Linked DNA regions of Mus musculus: regions 2, 3, 4, 5 and 6 are each linked to region 1. A link is a contact called in public ChIA-PET, Hi-C, HiChIP or PLAC-seq and Micro-C data. All regions are on one chromosome and are shown on one strand. The core of a region is the stretch at or near the end of the contact, and the rest is flanking DNA. Distances in the headings are between cores, read along the strand shown. Region 1 overlaps Nck2 (non-catalytic region of tyrosine kinase adaptor protein 2). Region 2 has its middle 37 kb from the start of Gm29040. Region 3 overlaps LOC115487086 (a long non-coding RNA gene). Region 4 holds the start of AI597479 (expressed sequence AI597479). Region 5 overlaps Fhl2 (four and a half LIM domains 2). Region 6 has its middle 35 kb from the start of Tpp2.

Region 1 (2,772 bases), core at 24-2,523:
GTGCTGTACTGCTGTCTGGAGTGGGTCAGATCCCTGGCCTCTGGAGTACTGTTGCTGCTGCTGCTAAAGGGTCTGGATGCTCGCTCTCAGGCCTGCCAGCGCGGTAAAGGGAGAGGAGGCCATTCCCTGTCCGCTAAAGCAGCTCTGCAGACTAAGAAAAAAATGTCAGATTGACAGTTCAACCTTAAGAGTGTTCAGAAGTGTTCTCATTCAAATCCCTTAGATCTGTAGCTCCTTTTTGCAAAAAGACTTATATAGAGTTCTTGCAAAATGGTTAGTACAGGGTAGAAATGCTTTTCACCCAAAATATGTATGTAAAAGTATAATGGAAAGAGAAACTTAAAGCCCAGGATCAGATATGCCTTTATCACTTGACTCCCTGAAATGCCCACGTGGCTAATGTGTGAACTGTACTAAGAGGGAACTTCTGAGGCTGGCTTTTTCGATATTTGGGTTTTGCCTGGTTTGCATTTTTTTTTTTTTTTTTTTTACTTTACTGTGGCTGCAGTAGACACGAGTGTGTGTCTTACATATGGAGACTTTCATTTACTTCTCAGAGAAAGGATTTGTAAGTTTGGCTTGCCTACTGGCAATCCCACAAGCATGCTATGTAAAGTTAGTCTTGATATGAAACTATACACATGGACTTGGAATGTGTGTCTTCAATAAAACACGTGTACAGCAGACTAAGGACAAATGGGTGTGTGGACCAGCAAGCCCACTTGGGGGCCCCTTCTGCTGTGGAAAAGTAGGGTGCTCCCTATCTCACACTTGAGAAACGACATCAATGTCCTTTGAAGAGTTCTTTCCCATTCCACAAGAGGGCTGGAGAGATGGCTCCGTGGTTAAGAGCACTGACTGCTCTTCCGGAGGTCCTGAGTTTAAATCCCAGCAACCACATGGTGGCTCACAACCATCTGTAATGTGATCGGATGCCCTCTTCTGGTGTGTCTGAAGACAGCTACCGTGTACTTACATATAATAAATAAATAAATCTTTTTAAAAAAAAAAGAAAGAAAAATTCAACAAGAAAGGTTTATGTTTAAAGGAACTCGCAGACAAAATCATCATACAGCTTGTTCAAGGCAGACACACTTACCAGGCCCAGAATACCCATCTCTGTGACCTTCCATACCATTAAAAGGGCCATCCTGAAGCCGTGGAGTGCCACTTACAGCTTTATACATTCACTGTCAGTTTACTGTTATGGACTTCGCATGCACAGAGAATAAAGAACTGTGGTAGATTGAAACCAGAACAGTTAGCTTTATAACCACTTTCACAGTTTGGCCTTGTGCCTACATCCCGTCCACAGCATGGTGTTAATGCCATCTGCTCCAGAGCGGCATAGTGGCTCCAGCAAACACAGGCAGTCAGTGTCCCTAGGAATTTTGAGAGGTAGACAAAAATGTATTTGTAGAAGAATGAGCTAGGAAGTCCAGAGAGTCCTTGATGCTGGGGCCGTCTCTCAACTTTTTTCTGGTCCCTTAAAAAAAAAAAAAAAAAAAAACGAAGTAGTCAGCAGGTGTCTCAAGTGGGCAAAATCTCTGTTTGATCTCCAAGAGGCAGCACTTGGGGACAGTGCCTCCTCGCCATGACTTCCCATGCCCGCTGTTGGTGGCTTCTGCGGCAGGAAGGGAACAGCCTCCCCACCCACCGTGGTCCTTCCGTTTCCTGGATCCCCATCAGTTTCTCAGATCTCTTGTCGATCACCACTTAACCTTTACCCTTTTTCCTTTTGTGGTAAAACGTCTTTAAAACCAAATTGGCTGTTTCAACAGTTTTTAAGTGTGCATTTCAGTCAGTGAATGCTTTTACATCATTGTGCAGCTGCTAATCTTCAGAGCTCCATTACTGTCCCAAACTGAAACTCTGTCCTCATTGGACACTGACTCCCTAGCTGCCCTCTTCCCTGAGATTCCTTTCCCACTCTGGGTTTTTATACTTAGGAGCCTCTTATAAGTGGGTTGCCTCCACTGAATTATGTTCTGGTTGTCCCTGATTTTATTTCAGTTATAATGTCTTTGGAGTTCATTTATGTTGTAGCAATATTTTAGAAATTGTCCTTCAATAATGAGTAATATTCCTTTTTCGATATCTATTCATCTGGTGATAGATTTTCAGGGTGTTTCTAGTTTTGTTTTTAATTATTAATAATGCTGCTATGATTGTGGGTATATAGATATTTCTTTAAGTTTCTACTTGAATTCTCTTAGGTGTACCCTTTGGTAGGTTTGCTGAATCAAATGGCAAACTTATTTTAATTTTATGAAACCCACAGTGATGCTTCACAAGTCCCCGCCACTACACATTTCCTTGACAAACCCTGATGCCCTGACAGGAGCAGCGAAGTTAGAAGTAGCGTTTTTATGCCGTGGAGTCTGCGGTACATATTAAATTTAGTGTGTGGTAACCATAGTGGAATCCCACGTTCACCTTCCTTGCTGTACTCGGTTTCGCTTTATAAAGTTGCAGTGTTATGATGAGTGTCCGGCATGTAGCAGAATCAATCCACTGCCGGAGCTCAGAAGCAGTACTTCTTAGACAGGTAGCATCATTGTCAGCAACAAACTTGCTAGAAGTACAGAGTACCAGGCCCCTCCTGCAGTGAATCTGATGCTGGGACTTGAAGTCCTGCCTTGTGGGGTGTATGCCCCCTGAACATACTTTATGGTAAAATTATAACTTACTCTCTTTTAAACTGGGTATAGTGGTTTACACCTATGGTCCCAGCATTCAGGAGGCTGAGGCAGGAAGAGTTCCAAGACCAGC
Region 2 (3,069 bases), core at 333-2,832, 340 kb before region 1:
TGTTACCTCACTGTTATGCTACCATCCTGCCGGGAATGAGATAGTATCTTAAAAATGGTTAAAGATGTTGAACACTCTTTCTAAATGTCTATTGGCCATTTGTATTTCTTCTTTTGAAAACTCGATTTAGCTCATTAGTCCATTTATTGATGAATGATTAGTTCTGTGTGTATTTAGTTTTTATAATCTTTATGTATCCTGGATATTAGTCACTTATATGAAGTGAGATCTATAGGTATATATTTTTCACAACCTACTTTAATAAGGGTTCAGCCTCCCCTCTAGCCCAGCACCCACCAGAAGTAGTGAAAAAGAAACGTTATTAGGATATGGGAATCGGACCAGTTTAGAAATAGTGATTTGGGGCAAATCCAATTTTCACTGTGCTTAGTCCAGTTCACTAGCAAACACCAAACATGAACCGGCAGCTGCTGTCCAGTCCACTTGGCAGACACCACACACGAGTCAGCAAGGGCAGTTCAATCCAGAAGAAGCCATGAGGCAAATCAGCCTGAGTCCAGGCAAGAAGCCACAGGAATCTAATGAGTTCTTTGATGAGTTTTTCTCTATGAAGTCACCACAAGCAAAGCTCAACAACACAGTGTAAGGAGTGTCATCAGTGAAGACTACTGAGGCTGAACAAAGTGAGCTAATGCTCGAACTTCCACTGTCTGTGGGGGTCTCATATATATATATATATATATATATATATACATATATATATATATGTATATATATATATATGTATATATATATATACATATACATATATATATTCTCTCTAAACATCATGCATCCTTTCATGTATTTGCTATCATACAACATCCTTTCACCTGTGTCTGCTTCAGCAAAACATTCTTTCATCTGAGTCTCCCAAGAAACCAGACATCTCCACTTTAGCGATCAGCAATTATTTTCTCCTATTCCGTAGGCTGTCTCTTTCTGCTGACTATATCATTTGCTATGAAGAAGCTTTTCAGCTTTATCTGATGCCATTGTTAGTTCTTAGGATTATTTCCTGCACTATTGAAATCCTACTTAGAAAATCCTTGCCTATTTTGCATCTTGATGTGCTTTACACATGTTTTCTTTGAGTAGTTCCGAAATTTTAAATCCTCCATTAAGGTTTTTGATCCATTTTGAATTGGGTGTAGTGCAAGGTGAGAGATACAGATCTAGTTTTCTCACAAAATTTGAAAAGAGGGTATCTGTTCTTCTGTCTTATGGGTGTCTTTATGGCTTTGTCAAAAATTAGGTGGCTGTAATTGTGTGGGCTTATTTCTGTCTCCTCTAGTATATTCTCCAACTTTTGTGCTTTTGTGCCAGTACCATGGTGTTTTGTTTCCTAATCCAATAAAGTCAACAGTCAAAGCTATCAGTTACTACTGTATTTGGTCTCAGGAACCCACTGTGTGATCTTGGAGTGTATTCTCCTTGCATGAGAGGACACTGCTATCACCACAACACAAATTGCAGAAACAGAAACTCAACCTGAGCCTCTCTCTTTGGTGACCACCTCTTCTCACACGTAACAGCACAGTGAGAACATTGGTAAATTGCCTATCACGTGGGAAGGCAGCTGGTTTCACTTTCATGAGTCACTTTAATGAGATCCAGAGAATCTGAGTTTACACATGGGTTCCTGTGGGTGGGGCAGGGACTTCCATTCTTTAAGTTTTATTCAGGAGTTCACACTGGCACTTTTAGGTTGTCTATGCCTTCTCTAGGAACCTATCTATGTTAGGGATTCTTTCAGAGAACCTCCACTATTCTTTGAAGGAGCCCATTATTATTCTTCAGGCTTGGCCTTTAGGTCAAACTAGAAGTTCTTTCAAGTTCCAATTTTAGAACAGAACCGAAAAAGAAATAATCTATCAAGAGTACCCTGAGCCAAGTAACTGGGGGCCATTATCAGTATTTAGGGGCTCCCCCCAACTCTTGCTAGCATAAGAAACTCCTTATAGCACTGTTCCCTGCTTGCTGGTCTGGCTGTTTAGTGTTCACATTTGGGTCAGTGAAACGAGCTGAGAAGAACTCCAGGTAGACTACCAAAAATATGCAAAATATTTGGTTGTAGAAAGAGTTTTTCCAAAGTCATGGGCCATAAAGTTTGACTTCAAGTTCATTTTTGAACTTGTGATCCTGAGATTTTAATTTTTATAAAACACTTTCTGGTAGATTCGGTCTTACTATTCTCTGTCATTGAGGAAAGCAAGCTCAGAAATTGTTGCCTGGGGCCGGGGAAGAAGATGCCAGTTCTGATCAGTTTCACTTGGAGACAGTTCACCTGGGGAAGAGGATGTTGGGTTGTGGGTGTTTAAAAACACTTCTAGGAACTTGTTGGCAACGTTGACTCTGACAACTGCCATTAAGCATTAACCACATTCCTCAGGCTCAGGAACCATAGAAATGCATGCAAAAAATACCCTTCAGTTTCCCACAGAGCAGGAAGGAATTTTTGGAGATGGAAAGAGGATCAAACCTGAGCTTGCTTTGTGATTTTTACCAGAACGACAAACATGCAGAAAGCTCCACTTTTCTAACTTTTCTTTACTGAGGACATTTTTACAGGAAAAAAAAATAATACACAACATGAAATTTACCCTTCTGTTTTTAAGAATGTAGTTCTTTGGCATTAGAACTTCATGATGCCACACACCCTCATTCCTCCACCTTCAGGACCCTTTCGTCCTCCTGGACTATGCCTGTGCTCGCGAACAGCCAGTTGAGTGTTTCTGCCGTTGACTTTTCTGAGCAATACTGCTAGGAACAAAGGAGAAAGAAGCCAGAGTCCCACTTTCAGTTCTTTTTGACACATTGACCAAGGTAGAATTCTTGAGTAACATATAATTCTATATTTAGATTTCAAGGAGCAGCATATTGTTTCCCTCAGTGTCAGCTCTGTTTTACCTCCACACCAGCAAAGCACGGCTCCCATTTCTCAGCGTCTGTGCCAGTACTTCTAGCTTCCTGTTTTTAATATAGCCGTTCTGTCAGCTCACTTTTTGTTACTACAATGAAATACCCAAGGCAGCCTTAAGAACAAAGGACTTACTAAGAAAGCTTGAA
Region 3 (3,103 bases), core at 292-2,791, 260 kb before region 1:
GATGTCAGGCCCATGCCGGGCAGGATCTGATACCTTCAAACCCCTCATTATAACTGAACGGAAGAATATGGACGCGCTTTCTTGCTACCCAAGTTTTTCCTTCTGTTGCTGCAGTTGGCATTCTGTTAAGTCTCCATTGGAAGGCTCTCGGTGTAGTGATGAGAGTGTTTTCCAACGCTGTGATTTGCCTGGAAATGGAAAGAGGAAAAGCCTGGTAGAAAAGAAGTCCTGTGGGATCGCTCAGGATTTGCTTGTTCCTCTACTATGCTGCCTTTCAGTGATTGCCGAAGACTTCATTTTTACTTCCTACAAGTGGCAACTTTATCCACAAGTATGAAACATTGCACTCTTCCATCAAGAACATCCATCGCTTTTGTACACACACACACACACACACACACACACTCACACATATGCATGCATGAATACCCTACGCATGCATGCATACGTCCATCAGTCTCCCGAGAAAGATCAGCAGACAAGCAGCAGGCCCCCTCCAAGTGTGAGGACAGGGTTAAACCTGTCTGCAGATTTCTCAGCTCACTTTTACTTAGGGGCAAAGTCAGGCTCCAGCCCCAGAAATCATCCTCCCCCTCCTTTCCACCTCTTTCTTTCCCTAGGGTATAGTGGAGCCTGGAAGCCCAAGCCTGCCTCCTTGTGATTGGAGCATCAAACAGACAAAAAATGCTGAAGCTGATTGCTGCAGCCCAGTTGTGTCCACCAAGGAGATGGTACCTCGGAGAAGGAAAGGAGTCCTGAGAAATCTGTCCTCCTGGATGGGCAATGCCAGTATCTCTGGGTGGGCATAAGTAGATTTTTAATTAATAAAAAATGAAAGTGTGAGTTTGGCTGCTTCACTTCTCTCTCTGCCTCCCACCTCACATCGCTCGGTATTATATTACATCATGCAATAAGCAAGCACAGAGACTGTCTCTAGATAAAGCCCCACCTCTACCCCCACACCAGACTTCCCACTTCCTGAACTACGAGCAGTAATTGTTTTCCTTTATTAATTACTAAGCTAGTAGGAGTCTGTTTCAGCAACACAGAGCAGACTAAAATGGTGATGTAATCTCAGCAAAAGGTCTGCTCTTCCCTGGAGTAAGCGGGTAGAGGGTGATGGTCTAGGAAAGCACAGAGACCCTGCCACGTTTCACTGAATGAGTCCGAGGAATCACGATGGCCAGGCAAAGGTCTTGCTCTTATAGTTCATACTTGACTTCAGACTCCCTCTAAACACTCCCATTTGCACTCACCAAGACCACCAAAGGGGATCATGCAGTGCTAGACAGGCCAGTGTTTCCCAAAAGGCTAACAGAAACACAGATGCTGGCTCAGCTGGAGTGTTCCACTCAGTAAGTCTAAGGCATGGCCTCACGGTGTACCTCTAACATCCTCTATAACATCGATGCTTGACGTTCAGGAGCTCTACTTGGAGGCTGAAGGGGGTGAGCAGGCGGTGACAAGAGTAGGCAAGCCAAGGTCGTCCTCCTGGGCCATGCTAACTCGTTCAATGACAGAGACTCACTGGAGTCTCTCTTCCACTTAGCCAACTTCCTGCTTGACTCATCTATGACACAGATTCTATGCCAAGACCTGTCCACGGTTTGAGATTCACTATGCTTGAAAACTAACCAGTGTTCCCTCACTTTCAGTTTCCAAGGTCTCAAGTCCCACAGGGCATCGCAAGGGGACTAGCTGACATCCACCCCACCAGTGGGTCATTTTGTTACGATCAGAGGAGTGGTTTCTGGTGATAGTAGATCACTTGGGCTTTGCCCCCAGAGAGGCAACTCTTTATTTCACTGAGAGTAACTACAACAAAATTCAAATTAAAACAAAAAAACCTCTTTCATTCCAGGGTAGATATTATCTCCATACATGAAAGCTATTTGCCATATAAGCCATATTTAAAAATAAAGACTGGAGCAAATGCATAGAATTCCTCTACTGTCCTGTCAAGATAACAGCCACTATGGTTATAAAGTTATACATGTTTAAAGACATATTCACATCTTGGAAGCTGGCACCATTACCTCAAATAGCTTATCCACCCCCTAGTACTGCTATAAGAAGGCACCACAAGCTTAGACTCTTAAACAAACAAACAAACAAACAAACAAACAAGCTTGTCATCTTGCAGTTCTAAAGGCTCTCTGTCTGACCTCAAAGTGTTGATGGACTATGCTTCTGTCAGAGTACCTACAGGGGTAAGGGGTTCCTTTCTTTCTTTTTCTGATGTCTTATAGTTCCTAAGTTCTCTGGCTTTTTAGAGGCATTGCTCCAGTCTGTTTCTGTCTTCATATGGCATGCACCCAGGTGCCTGCACCTTCCCATGGCAGTGTGTTGACGACACCAGCCTGATTGATTCAGGAGTCATTTGCTCCAGTATGAGCCTCTTCTTGTCAAACAGACAAACCAACAAACAAAACAGCAACAAGATCCCCATGAAATGATTCTCTTTCCAAACAAGGCTGCATTCTGAGGTGCTGGGGGTTTGAAGGCCAACTCATTTTCAAGGGACCTGCAATAGAATACCTGACAAAACGCCATGACAGCTGCTAATCAATAGGTCTTCAAATGAGAGGATTATGAGGGATTACCTCGCTTGCCATCACAAGGTCCTTAAAAGTTAGAAGACGGAAGCCGGGCAGTGGTGGTGCACACCTTTAATCCCAGCACTTGGGAGGCAGAGTCAGTGGAATTCTGAGTTTGCGGCCAGCCTGGTCTACAAAGTGAGTTCCAGGACAGCCAAGGCTACACAGAGAAACCCTGTCTCGGGGGGGGGGGGGAGTAGAAAAGGGAAACTGGGAGTGAGTCAGAGTGAGACAATGTCAGGATACTACCCAACATTGCTGGTTTTGAAGAGGAGGAAGATCCATAAGCCAAGGACCATGGGCAGTCCCCAGGAAAAATAGACAACAGATTCTTCTCTCTCCTCTGAAAGGGACACACTTTTACCTGGACCTTGGCTTTAGCCCCATGATACCTCTGTGGAACTTCTAACCCACAGACACACAGGCACATTTGTGTTATCTTAAGCCACTGTGTTTATTACTTTTCTCAAGGTTGTGACAAAATTCCAGGCAGCAGTGGCTTCAGC
Region 4 (3,118 bases), core at 145-2,644, 460 kb before region 1:
CCTGAAGAAACTGGCGTGAGACCAGCTCAGCTTACCCAGTGAAAACTGGGTTTGGTTGTAAGTTCAAGTTTCCTGCAAAACAGCTACTCTAGCAACTAGTATAACCTTATAGTGAAGGAAATGGAGCCAATGATGCCATCCATGCCAGACTCATTATTATACGACAATATAAAGGTTAATTTGAATATATACTAGCACAATAATGTTACAAAGCTAAGGCATTTAATCCCATTTGAGAACATTTGGCCCAGCTTTAAGACTTGTCCTTTCAGGGAAGGTCACTTAGATCAGCTTTCCAAACACAAAAATAAAAGGACTGGATTGAATATTTTTAAGCACTAACATTAAAATTTCCTCCCAGCTCTGTAATTGTTTCTTCCCTGAAAGCATCACATAAACTGGAAAATTTTACAAGATGTCTCTCATTACTAATTTAACATCTCATTTATTTTTCAGCACTCTTTCAAGCATATTTTTGGTAGACTCCTAGTAGTTCATATTTTCATAAACAATGCAACAGTTTCCAATAAAACGATACATTATAGAGCATACAAACTATGCTCTCATAACAGGTATGAAGTACAACCTTTTAATGTGCAAAAACTTGAGGACTCTGTCTCCTATGAATGATGAAAGAGATTTCTCACACAAATACTAGAATATAGTTGAAGCCTACAATATTTTGTTAAAGTAAAAACCACGACTTCATTGTAATTATTAGTAAGCGCAAAGGCAGTTTGCTTGGTTCCTGTCACTGCCAGTCTGTGATCTCCAATTATCCGTCCTATTGCTCATTTTCCTCATACCAGAAACAAGCATTCTAGTAGCACATCAGGCTGATCTGGGGAGTAGTGTAACAGTCGCTGGACTGGCGCTACTACTTTCTCTTATTATTTCCCACACGTAAGCTGGTCGGTTTAAAGATCTTTCCAGGGAACAATACTTGATGCTTACCATGTCCGAGGAGAGGGGATTACAGAGTGTTATTTGGGCTTACTTTATGTAGAAGGGAGATTAGGCAATAAACGATTGAGACATTGTAAAAAGCGAAAAGAAGCATGGCTTCAGACATGACAATGCCATCTGGGGTCACAGCTGTCTGCCCTCTTGTTCCATTCTGTCTCTCCACGCAGTCGGGAGAATCCCTGAGGCCTCTGCCATGGGACGTCACAGGGGGCGGGACCAATGGCGGCCAGCTCGCGTTGCTTAGCCTCCGGTGCTTTCGGCGCAGCCCGGGCAGGACTCTGCTCCGCTCTCAGTCCCAGTTCGTCCTCTTGGCTGAGGTGCGTCAGCCGAGTCGGCCAGCCATAAACTCTACTCTCTGGGAAAAGCATCGCGTCTCGGGCGCGCTGAGTGACACCAGAGTCCCGCCCCCTCACGTCACTTCCGCGACGCTTCCGCCGCAGTGCCTTGTGGGAGGCCGGCCAGGGGGTCTCCTGGCGACAACCATGGCGGGGGATGTGGGCGGTCGCAGCTGTACGGACGCGGAGCTGCTGCTGCACCCTGAGCTGCTATCCCAGGAGTTCCTCCTCCTCACCCTGGAGCAGGTGGGGCGCTCGGGCCGACCGAGGACGGACGGGCAGCCGGGGACAGGCAGGCCTGCGGGAGGCTCGTGGCCGCTCCCCGCCCACACTGATCGGATGGGGCTTGCCTCCCTTGATCCCCAAAGGAAGCCTCCAGAGAGTGACTGGAACCCCCGGGAAATCCTCTAGAGCTCGGAAAGGGTGTGACAGACGACCTCCGCTGCCTGTGTGCAAGCAACGGCCTGCGGAAGAGATAGACTAGAAGAACAGACCGGGAGGGAAGAAGTCTGGGGCAATCAGGGCTGGATCCAAAACATCTGAAAATTAGTCTGTTAGGTAGCTTCTCGCCTCTCTTAGAGACAGACACTCGGGTCTCAGAGAGATGGACCTACTTCTTAAGATCATTATCAGGACACAGTAACCGTTTGGAGAACTTAAAGCACCTAGCTTTCCAGGTGGTGCATGCACCCCCCCCCGCCCCCCGCCGCCCCTGCGGTGTGACCTAAGATAATAGCAGATCATAAAAGAAAAGTGTGATGTTTTATTTAAAATGGCAGAACTGCTGAAAGTTTCTTTAGAGTTTTATGTGGCACGTTTTGTATTCCATGTGGTTTTGCCCCCCCAGTACCGTATCTTTCTCTAATTTCTTGAAGTTCTCAGTCACTATTTTAATAATGACTTTTAACCTGTGATTCTCAATCTTTTACTCACACCAGGATAATCAAAGGCTTACTAAAACATGTTATTGAGCCCCATCATCTGCTTCTCATTAAGTTCGTTCCAAATGTGCCCTGATACTGTATTTTAACGAGTTCTTGCTGATGACCCAAGGACAGCACTTGTAAGCACTGCTGCCAGAAGGCAGCCCCTTCAGTGCCATCCAAGCAGATGACATCCTCTGGGAATGTTGTCCAAGTGTATTCAGATACTCCCATCCCAGAGTAAATGCAAGTTGAAAGCCAGCAATATACTGTATGAAAGAGGAATAAGATGATTCAACAACTTAAAAATGAAATCAAACTAAACAGCTGGCATTGTTTTTGTTTTTTTTCCATTTTTGCAAAGCATACGTTTCCCCAATTTTTCCTGTGTGTTTTTGCAATATTGTGCTCCAAGATGTTGAGACAGAACTGGGATATGAGAGAGAATAAGTTATTTAAGTTATTTAGGCATATAAATATATATATAAATATGCCTAAATGGTTGGACTGTGAATTGAATGGTGAAAATGCGGTGGGGCAGACTGCTAATGGTCTATTGTTACTGTCATCAGAATGGAGAGTTAAGTTTTCTTCTGCAGTAGTGCTGTGTGTGTGTGTGTGTGTGTGTGTGTGTGTGTGTGTGTGTGTGTGTGTTTTGGAGGTGGGGGGGGGGTCTCCATAATAAAGCCAGTACTTGGTGTACTTAAGGCACTGGGTTCAGACACCAGCACCAAGACAAAACAAATTCAGGCACCCACCACATTAAAGGAAACATGAGACATAAACACAGACTGAGACTGAGCTCCTACTCCACCAGTGTAATGGTCCGACTCAGTAGCTGCTTTTTTTTAATCTGTTTTTCTCAGGCAATGTCCCATTTTTATTTAGATTAAG
Region 5 (2,816 bases), core at 142-2,641, 420 kb before region 1:
ATGAAGCACTCACGTGGCCCTGCCGCATGGGGGCGCACTACACATCTGTGGAAAGGAATTACTGTGGCTGCGACTGGAGCCTGATATACACTTGATTCCAATGGCCAATCAATGCTCCTCGTTTCTGTGAGCTGTGCCTTTGAGGGTGGTCACAGAACAACGTGGGACTCCCTGTGTGAGGAAGACTGCTAGCCACAGGACCACATGTGGCTAAAGCATCAATGAGTCAGTGCAGAGGGAGAGGAGGGGCATCGGTCAACATCCGCTTTGTCAGATGAGTGTGAACTCTGCAGTCGCACTTCTTTAAAGCCCTTTCTAACCTCCCATTTGTTCTGACAGGGGGATTTCACGGTTTACACACCCCTGTGAGGTGCTGAGAAACGGGCGTTTTCTGACTGAGCCATTTTCCAGCCCTAACTTCTATAGCTTTTACATGTAAAGAAATGATGGTGATGGTGATGGTGATGGTGATGATGATAAGTGATACCTCTAGTTCCTACTACTTGGAAGACTGAAGTGGTGGGATCAATTGAGCTTTCTTACTGCCCCTCCCCCATCTTGTAACTGGCTGGCCTAGAACTCAGAGATCTGCTCTGTCTCCAGCTATAGAGTGCTGAGATTAAAGGTGTGTCCCATCGCACCTGAGACCGAATAGGATTCTTAAAGAAAAATAATCCTTTTAAATGGCGTTATGTTGCTCGCATTTATCAGTGGAGTGAACTGAATTTTGTCTAGACTTCTCTTTAAAGTTTAACATATTTGATAGCTTTACTTAAAAGTTCTTTGATTAACAAACTTCAAATTCTTAAGTAGTTCCAAAACTGAGTTAAAATTATAGGTATTGTGATAATTAAATATTATTAGTGCTAAAATAGCTAATACATTAAGAAATTTCAACTAAACCGCAAGCATGGATCATTCTCTCAACATATACTTTACAACTCAGAATCTCAAGGTTAACTCATGTTTTTAAAATCTCATACACACTTTAGTAGTTACTTAATATTTCTGTGGTCCCGAGGTATGCAAACTACTGATACAGCAATTGTTATTGTGATCTACAAACATGTTACATGACATTTATGGCTGTCCTGGGACATACAAATCCTGTGGGCCACAGAGTGGATACACCTGGTGATTCTAAAGTTTCTTAATATGTCTGCTTCCCCTTGATTCTAAACCTCCCTCTGATTAAAGGATTTCAAAGAGGCTGTCTTGACACTTTAAACTATTTAGTTATCTTGCATAGAAATCTGGTTGTGCCATCCAGGCTGGCCTGGAATGCACTGTCTTCCTGCCTCAGCTTCCCAACTTCCGGGGTTCAGGACTGCATTAACATACAAATTGCCTTGTAAGCTATTTGAGTTCACGGCCTATACCCAGTTTGTCCACTAGAGGGCGCCTGATGACCTTGCTTGGACCACTGTCTGCACAGGCTCCATCAGCCTCCTCCACATGAGTGGTTCAGAGCCCATATTGCCCAAAGTTACATTTCCCCAAACTCCATCTACTCACACTTTCCTCTGTCCTCAATCAGCTTGCTGGACCCCTGCATCTAAGTGATCTGCTTACCGCTGCTTCCAACCTGCCTGGTCCTATTTGCACGCCCATGGCTGGATACTCTCTGTGGGCTTTGTGTACTTATCCGGGAGCTACACAAAGCCATCATGTCAAGCAGTAGGTACATGTGTGAGTATGACACACTGAAAGCTACCTGGCTCTGAACCTACCACCTGTGCTAGTACCGTGTTCTAAATCATACCACCCTCTAAACTGCTAGGCATCAGAATCCTAGGTCAGGTTCTCTGAGATGTTCTAACGTCCATTTTTACATCATGTGTATGATAAGACTTGCTTCTCAAATCCCATATTTACATATGTGTATTTGTGTGCATTTTTTCAGTGATGGTAATCAAACCCACACAGTGGGCATGGAGCTACAGCAGTCCTCCCTATACTTTTATTAACTCACTTGACTGGCCTCTAAGTCACAGAGATCTGCCTGCCTCTATGTCTGGCATACTGAGACTAAAGGTGTACCCCGCCATACCTGGTCTATCACTCACTTTTTTTGTTTTGTTTTGTTTTGGTTTGGTTTTTTGGTTTTTCGAGACAGGGTTTCTCTGTATAGTTCTGGCTGTCCTGGAACTCACTCTGTAGACCAGGCTGGCCTCAAACTCTGCCTCTCAAGTGCTGGGATTAAAGGCATGCACTACCACGCCCCGATATCACTCACTTTTTACAAATAAGAGATTCCTTTGTCCTATATAAAGTCAAGATGAGAGGAGAGACAGGGAGAGACAGAGAAACAGAGAGAGACATAGACAGACAGAGAGACACAGAGAGAGAGAGACAGAGAGAGACAGGGGGGGACTCATCTTCTTCAGGTAAAAAAAGAGACATAGTATCATTGCGTATAGTTCTTAACCCAGTTGTGGTTCTGTCCTTTTTTGATGTCTGTCTATCTAGGACATAACGTCATGAGGTCAGGCAGAGGGTGAAGCTAAGCAACATGCAACTCCTGGCCCATCCTGGCACACCAGAGCACAAATCATAGTTGTTGAAATAACCGAGTGTAAATTCAGCAAGCAGAGCAGATCAAGAAAGCACGTGTACTGGGAGAAGCGAGCGAGGCAGGGGAAGAGACGCATTTCCAGGGAATTGCTGGCATTCCTTTTCTGGCTAGTTCTCTCTAGCCACAAGCTGCTGTATATCTTTGGCCAACCAACCGCAGATCAAGAGTCCCCAAAGAAAATAATTATATCCACTAGAGAACGTATACAGACGTCTGTCATTACACCACACAGCATAACAGT
Region 6 (2,856 bases), core at 304-2,803, 340 kb after region 1:
GAAAAGGCCAAATCCTGACAGTTATCTATAGTAAATGCACACAGCCTGTCAATCATCCATAGAACACAGTCACAGTCTGTTGATCATCCACAGGAAAGGCCCACAACCTGTCAGTCATTCATAGGAAACCCCGATAGCGTGTCATCCATCCATCCATAGAAAACATCAACAGGCCCTCCGCGGCTCACCGCTTCCCAACAGCCCGCGACTGTCGAAGCCAGGCAGCATTGGGGATTAGTGCGGAAAGCCAGGGTGGTGACCAGCGCAGCGGCTCCGTCATTGGGCGAGGAGCCTGAGGTGCATAAGGACACCACAACCTGTGGCCCCCCGCAGAGGAGGGCGATGGAGTCCAAGATGCCAAGCGGAAGGAGCCCGCCAAGTCCCTCCTCATCAAAGTCATCTCCATGGGCAACGCAGAAGTGGGGAAAAGCTGCATTATAAAGCGCTACTGTGAGAAGAGATTTGTGTCTAAGTACCTGTCAACCATTGGGATTGACTATGGAGTCCCAAAGGTCCAAGTCAGAGACAGAGAAATCAAAGTTAACATCTTTGACATGGCTGGATACCCCTTCTTTTTTGAGGTCCGAAATGAATGTTACAAGGACACACAAGGTGTGATACTGGTCTATGACGTTGGGCAGAAAGACGCATTTGATGCCCTTGATTCATGGCTGACAGAAAAGAAGCAGGAGCTTGGGCCGCACGGGAACGTGGACAACATTGTCTTTGTTGTATGTGCCAACATGATCGACTGACTGCTCCAAACACTGCTGCATCGATGAAAGTGAGGGGCGTCTCTGGACTGAAAGCAAAGGTACTTTGAAACATCAGCACAAACTGGCGAGGGAATCAAAGAGATGTTCCAGACCTTTTACATGTCCATAGTTGACTTGTGTGAAAATGGCGGGAAGCATCCTACGGCAAATAGCAGTGCTAGTTTCACCAAAGAACAAGCAGACACCATTCGCAGAACCTGAAATAGTTAAGGTCAGCTGGGAGATGCTGGGAGTCAGACCTGGGGCCTCAAGGGAGGAAGTTAATAAGGTCTACCGGAAGTTGGCTGTGCTGCTTCACCCGGACAAGTGCGTAGCACCTGGCAGTGAAGATGCCTTCAAAGCGTTGTGAAGGCTCAGACAGCCCTCCTAAAAAGCATCAAATAGAGGCAGAGGAAACTGCAAAGGAGCTCAAGTGCAAACAGACTCCCCTTGAGCCACCAGGGGGAGACAAACCAGTGCTAAGAGAGAGAGGCAGTGCCAGCCACAGGAGCTGGAGAACCTGAGGCTCATCCCAGGTCTTTGCTGTGCCCTAGAAATAGTTGCTAGTATCAAGCAGCAAGGAATGCTGTGTCCCTGGGAATGAGGGGCCCGACACCAGAACAGAAGCTCTTAGAGGGTGCATTGTAGGTTACTCGGGAGTGTGCGCTCAGTCACCCCGTACAGACGGAAAGGCCAGCTCGGGCCTTTCCTGAGCTCAGGCATGTTGGGCAGTAGGAGGGGCCCTGCATGAGACTCGTCCCTGCATCAGTCCTCACTACGGGTGGTGGGAGAGGCAGGGGGGTCCTCTTCCACAAGCCGATTTCTTTCTCATGTAAATCTGCTTCTCCTCTCACTCCACTCTTTGTTACATCCCGCATCTGCGACTGCCTTTCTTCTTGAATTCCTGGCATTGCCCTGGGCGCAGTTGACTTGAAATAAGTAGGATCCATTTGGGGCACAGCGGGACGTCTTGGGTCTGTGTGAGACAGAATCCCTACAGTTTCTGCTTGGACTCCAAATTTCTGAATAGTATTTTAAAACTACAAGTATGAAAACTCATGTTGCATAGAGAAGCCTTCCTCGTGCCTGGTCCACAGGAGCTGATGGAGTTGATGGAGCTGGACTCATGGCAGCCTTAGGGGAGAAGGCTCGTTACTCGACTCCTGTGATCCCTCTGAACTGTGGTATTCTTATTTTGAGCTGCAGCCATCTGTGTTACCCCCGACTTGAAGGATGACTTTTAAATACCTATCCCATAATGGTTGCCGGATAACATCTCTCCTCGTGCCTAAGAAGACGAGCTCTTGTCTTCCTGTCTAAACCCTTGCAGTCCTCTGGGTTTTTCCTTTCTCCATAGTGGTCTCACTTTGCATGGCTGTGCTGTACGCAGCTGCTCTGAGATTTAAAATGTTGTTCTTAGTGAACTCAGATCTATATAAAAAGATAAAGAGATCTGGTATATGGCTTTATGGCTTGAATTAGCTTCTGATTGAACTCCACCACCTCGTGCAGAACGTACCTGATTATCCAACTGTTCTTGGAACAGAAACTGGGAATCATGAGGATGAGGGATTGTGTGTGGTGCTGTCAGCCTGAGTGTGGGGCCCAGTCTGCGCCTCATTCAACAACAGGGACAGGTGAACAGTTACAGCAGGGCGCTTTAGTGTCCCATTCTGATCCCTCAGGTCCCTTGCTGATTCTTAGATCTTGAGACTTTATTCCTGACATCTTAGTTACTAACGTTCAGGGTGGCTGCATAGTATTTATTTATTTATTTATTTATTTATGTAATAGTAATGAAATGAAGAAGTGAAGCCTCAGGGTCCCAGAAATTTTCTGATTTCTGTAATCCATCAGCAGAGAATTAGGAAACAACAGAGCATAACTCAGGATAAAAAGCATTCTGAACCCTGGCTTCGTGATCCAGTACAGACCTCTGCATTTGTTTAAATTCCTGATGCAGGCGTGTGCTTTGTCCTTCGACATTTTGAAAACTATTTGCACAGTTAAGATCTTAGAACATCAACAGGAGTCGCAAATCAGTCATTTCAGCGGCTGAAAAGTTTTTATAATGAACCTTGCCCCCCCCCCCCAAAAAAAA

What was found. Hi-C and Micro-C count contacts between places; a contact is called where the count stands out from the background. ChIA-PET counts read pairs in DNA pulled down with a chosen protein or histone mark. HiChIP or PLAC-seq counts read pairs in DNA pulled down with a chosen protein or histone mark.
Region 2: an RNA polymerase II ChIA-PET map of memory CD8 T cells shows a contact between it and region 1, with 12 read pairs. The contact joins two enhancer-like sites. A contact is called at or near these places in 2 of 115 datasets of contacts at active chromatin or transcription factors (embryonic stem cells and memory CD8 T cells).
Region 3: a contact with region 1 is called in a Micro-C map of the G1E-ER4 cell line. The contact joins two enhancer-like sites. A contact is called at or near these places in 2 of 15 datasets of contacts at CTCF or cohesin (large pre-B cells and pro-B cells), 30 of 484 Hi-C or Micro-C datasets (the AML12 cell line, the Ba/F3 cell line, the C10 cell line and 25 more), 8 of 115 datasets of contacts at active chromatin or transcription factors (T-cell acute lymphoblastic leukemia, embryonic basal ganglia, embryonic stem cells and 3 more) and 1 of 9 other capture datasets (embryonic stem cells).
Region 4: an H3K27ac HiChIP or PLAC-seq map of regulatory T cell precursor shows a contact between it and region 1, with 4 times the contacts expected there. The contact joins the promoter of AI597479 here to the enhancer-like site in region 1. A contact is called at or near these places in 1 of 484 Hi-C or Micro-C datasets (CD4 T cells), 3 of 115 datasets of contacts at active chromatin or transcription factors (bone marrow-derived macrophages, memory CD8 T cells and regulatory T cell precursor) and 1 of 9 other capture datasets (liver).
Region 5: a contact with region 1 is called in an H3K27ac HiChIP or PLAC-seq map of T-cell acute lymphoblastic leukemia, with 6 times the contacts expected there. The contact joins two enhancer-like sites. A contact is called at or near these places in 9 of 484 Hi-C or Micro-C datasets (the G1E-ER4 cell line, Th1 cells, granulocyte-monocyte progenitors and 4 more) and 3 of 115 datasets of contacts at active chromatin or transcription factors (T-cell acute lymphoblastic leukemia, effector CD8 T cells and extraembryonic endoderm stem cells).
Region 6: a Hi-C map of CD8 T cells shows a contact between it and region 1, with 4 times the contacts expected there. The contact joins two enhancer-like sites. A contact is called at or near these places in 2 of 484 Hi-C or Micro-C datasets (CD8 T cells and uterus).

What each region holds. Positions count from the first base shown.
Region 1 is chr1:43,560,883-43,563,654 of GRCm38.p6, forward strand. All of the region lies in intron 4 of Nck2 (non-catalytic region of tyrosine kinase adaptor protein 2), which reads left to right. Among named protein-coding and RNA genes, the nearest start is that of Nck2, 120 kb to the left of the region's middle. Within about 2 kb of position 1,274, at least 42 of the 459 cell types and tissues checked have an H3K27ac peak or open chromatin away from gene starts, as enhancers often do. A contact at or near this core is called in CD8 T cells, the G1E-ER4 cell line, T-cell acute lymphoblastic leukemia and 4 more, where this site is marked.
Region 2 is chr1:43,222,814-43,225,882 of GRCm38.p6, forward strand. No RefSeq gene overlaps it. Among named protein-coding and RNA genes, the nearest start is that of Gm29040, 37 kb to the right of the region's middle. Within about 2 kb of position 1,583, at least 106 of the 459 cell types and tissues checked have an H3K27ac peak or open chromatin away from gene starts, as enhancers often do. A contact at or near this core is called in memory CD8 T cells, where this site is marked.
Region 3 is chr1:43,301,425-43,304,527 of GRCm38.p6, forward strand. LOC115487086 (a long non-coding RNA gene) reads right to left here. Exons shown (of 3, transcript XR_003947810.1): 2 at 1-188. Among named protein-coding and RNA genes, the nearest start is that of Gm29040, 42 kb to the left of the region's middle. Within about 2 kb of position 1,542, at least 32 of the 459 cell types and tissues checked have an H3K27ac peak or open chromatin away from gene starts, as enhancers often do. A contact at or near this core is called in the G1E-ER4 cell line, Th1 cells and double positive thymocytes, where this site is marked.
Region 4 is chr1:43,097,316-43,100,433 of GRCm38.p6, forward strand. AI597479 (expressed sequence AI597479) reads left to right here and starts at 1,395. Exons shown (of 4, transcript NM_133818.1): 1 at 1,395-1,547. The coding sequence starts at 1,449. It also overlaps a transcript of Tgfbrap1 not described here.
Region 5 is chr1:43,138,405-43,141,220 of GRCm38.p6, forward strand. The region is part of intron 3 of Fhl2 (four and a half LIM domains 2); the gene reads right to left. Among named protein-coding and RNA genes, the nearest start is that of Fhl2, 24 kb to the right of the region's middle. Within about 2 kb of position 1,392, at least 32 of the 459 cell types and tissues checked have an H3K27ac peak or open chromatin away from gene starts, as enhancers often do. A contact at or near this core is called in T-cell acute lymphoblastic leukemia, where this site is marked.
Region 6 is chr1:43,897,953-43,900,808 of GRCm38.p6, forward strand. It overlaps the pseudogene Gm8241. Among named protein-coding and RNA genes, the nearest start is that of Tpp2, 35 kb to the right of the region's middle. Within about 2 kb of position 1,554, at least 35 of the 459 cell types and tissues checked have an H3K27ac peak or open chromatin away from gene starts, as enhancers often do. A contact at or near this core is called in CD8 T cells, where this site is marked.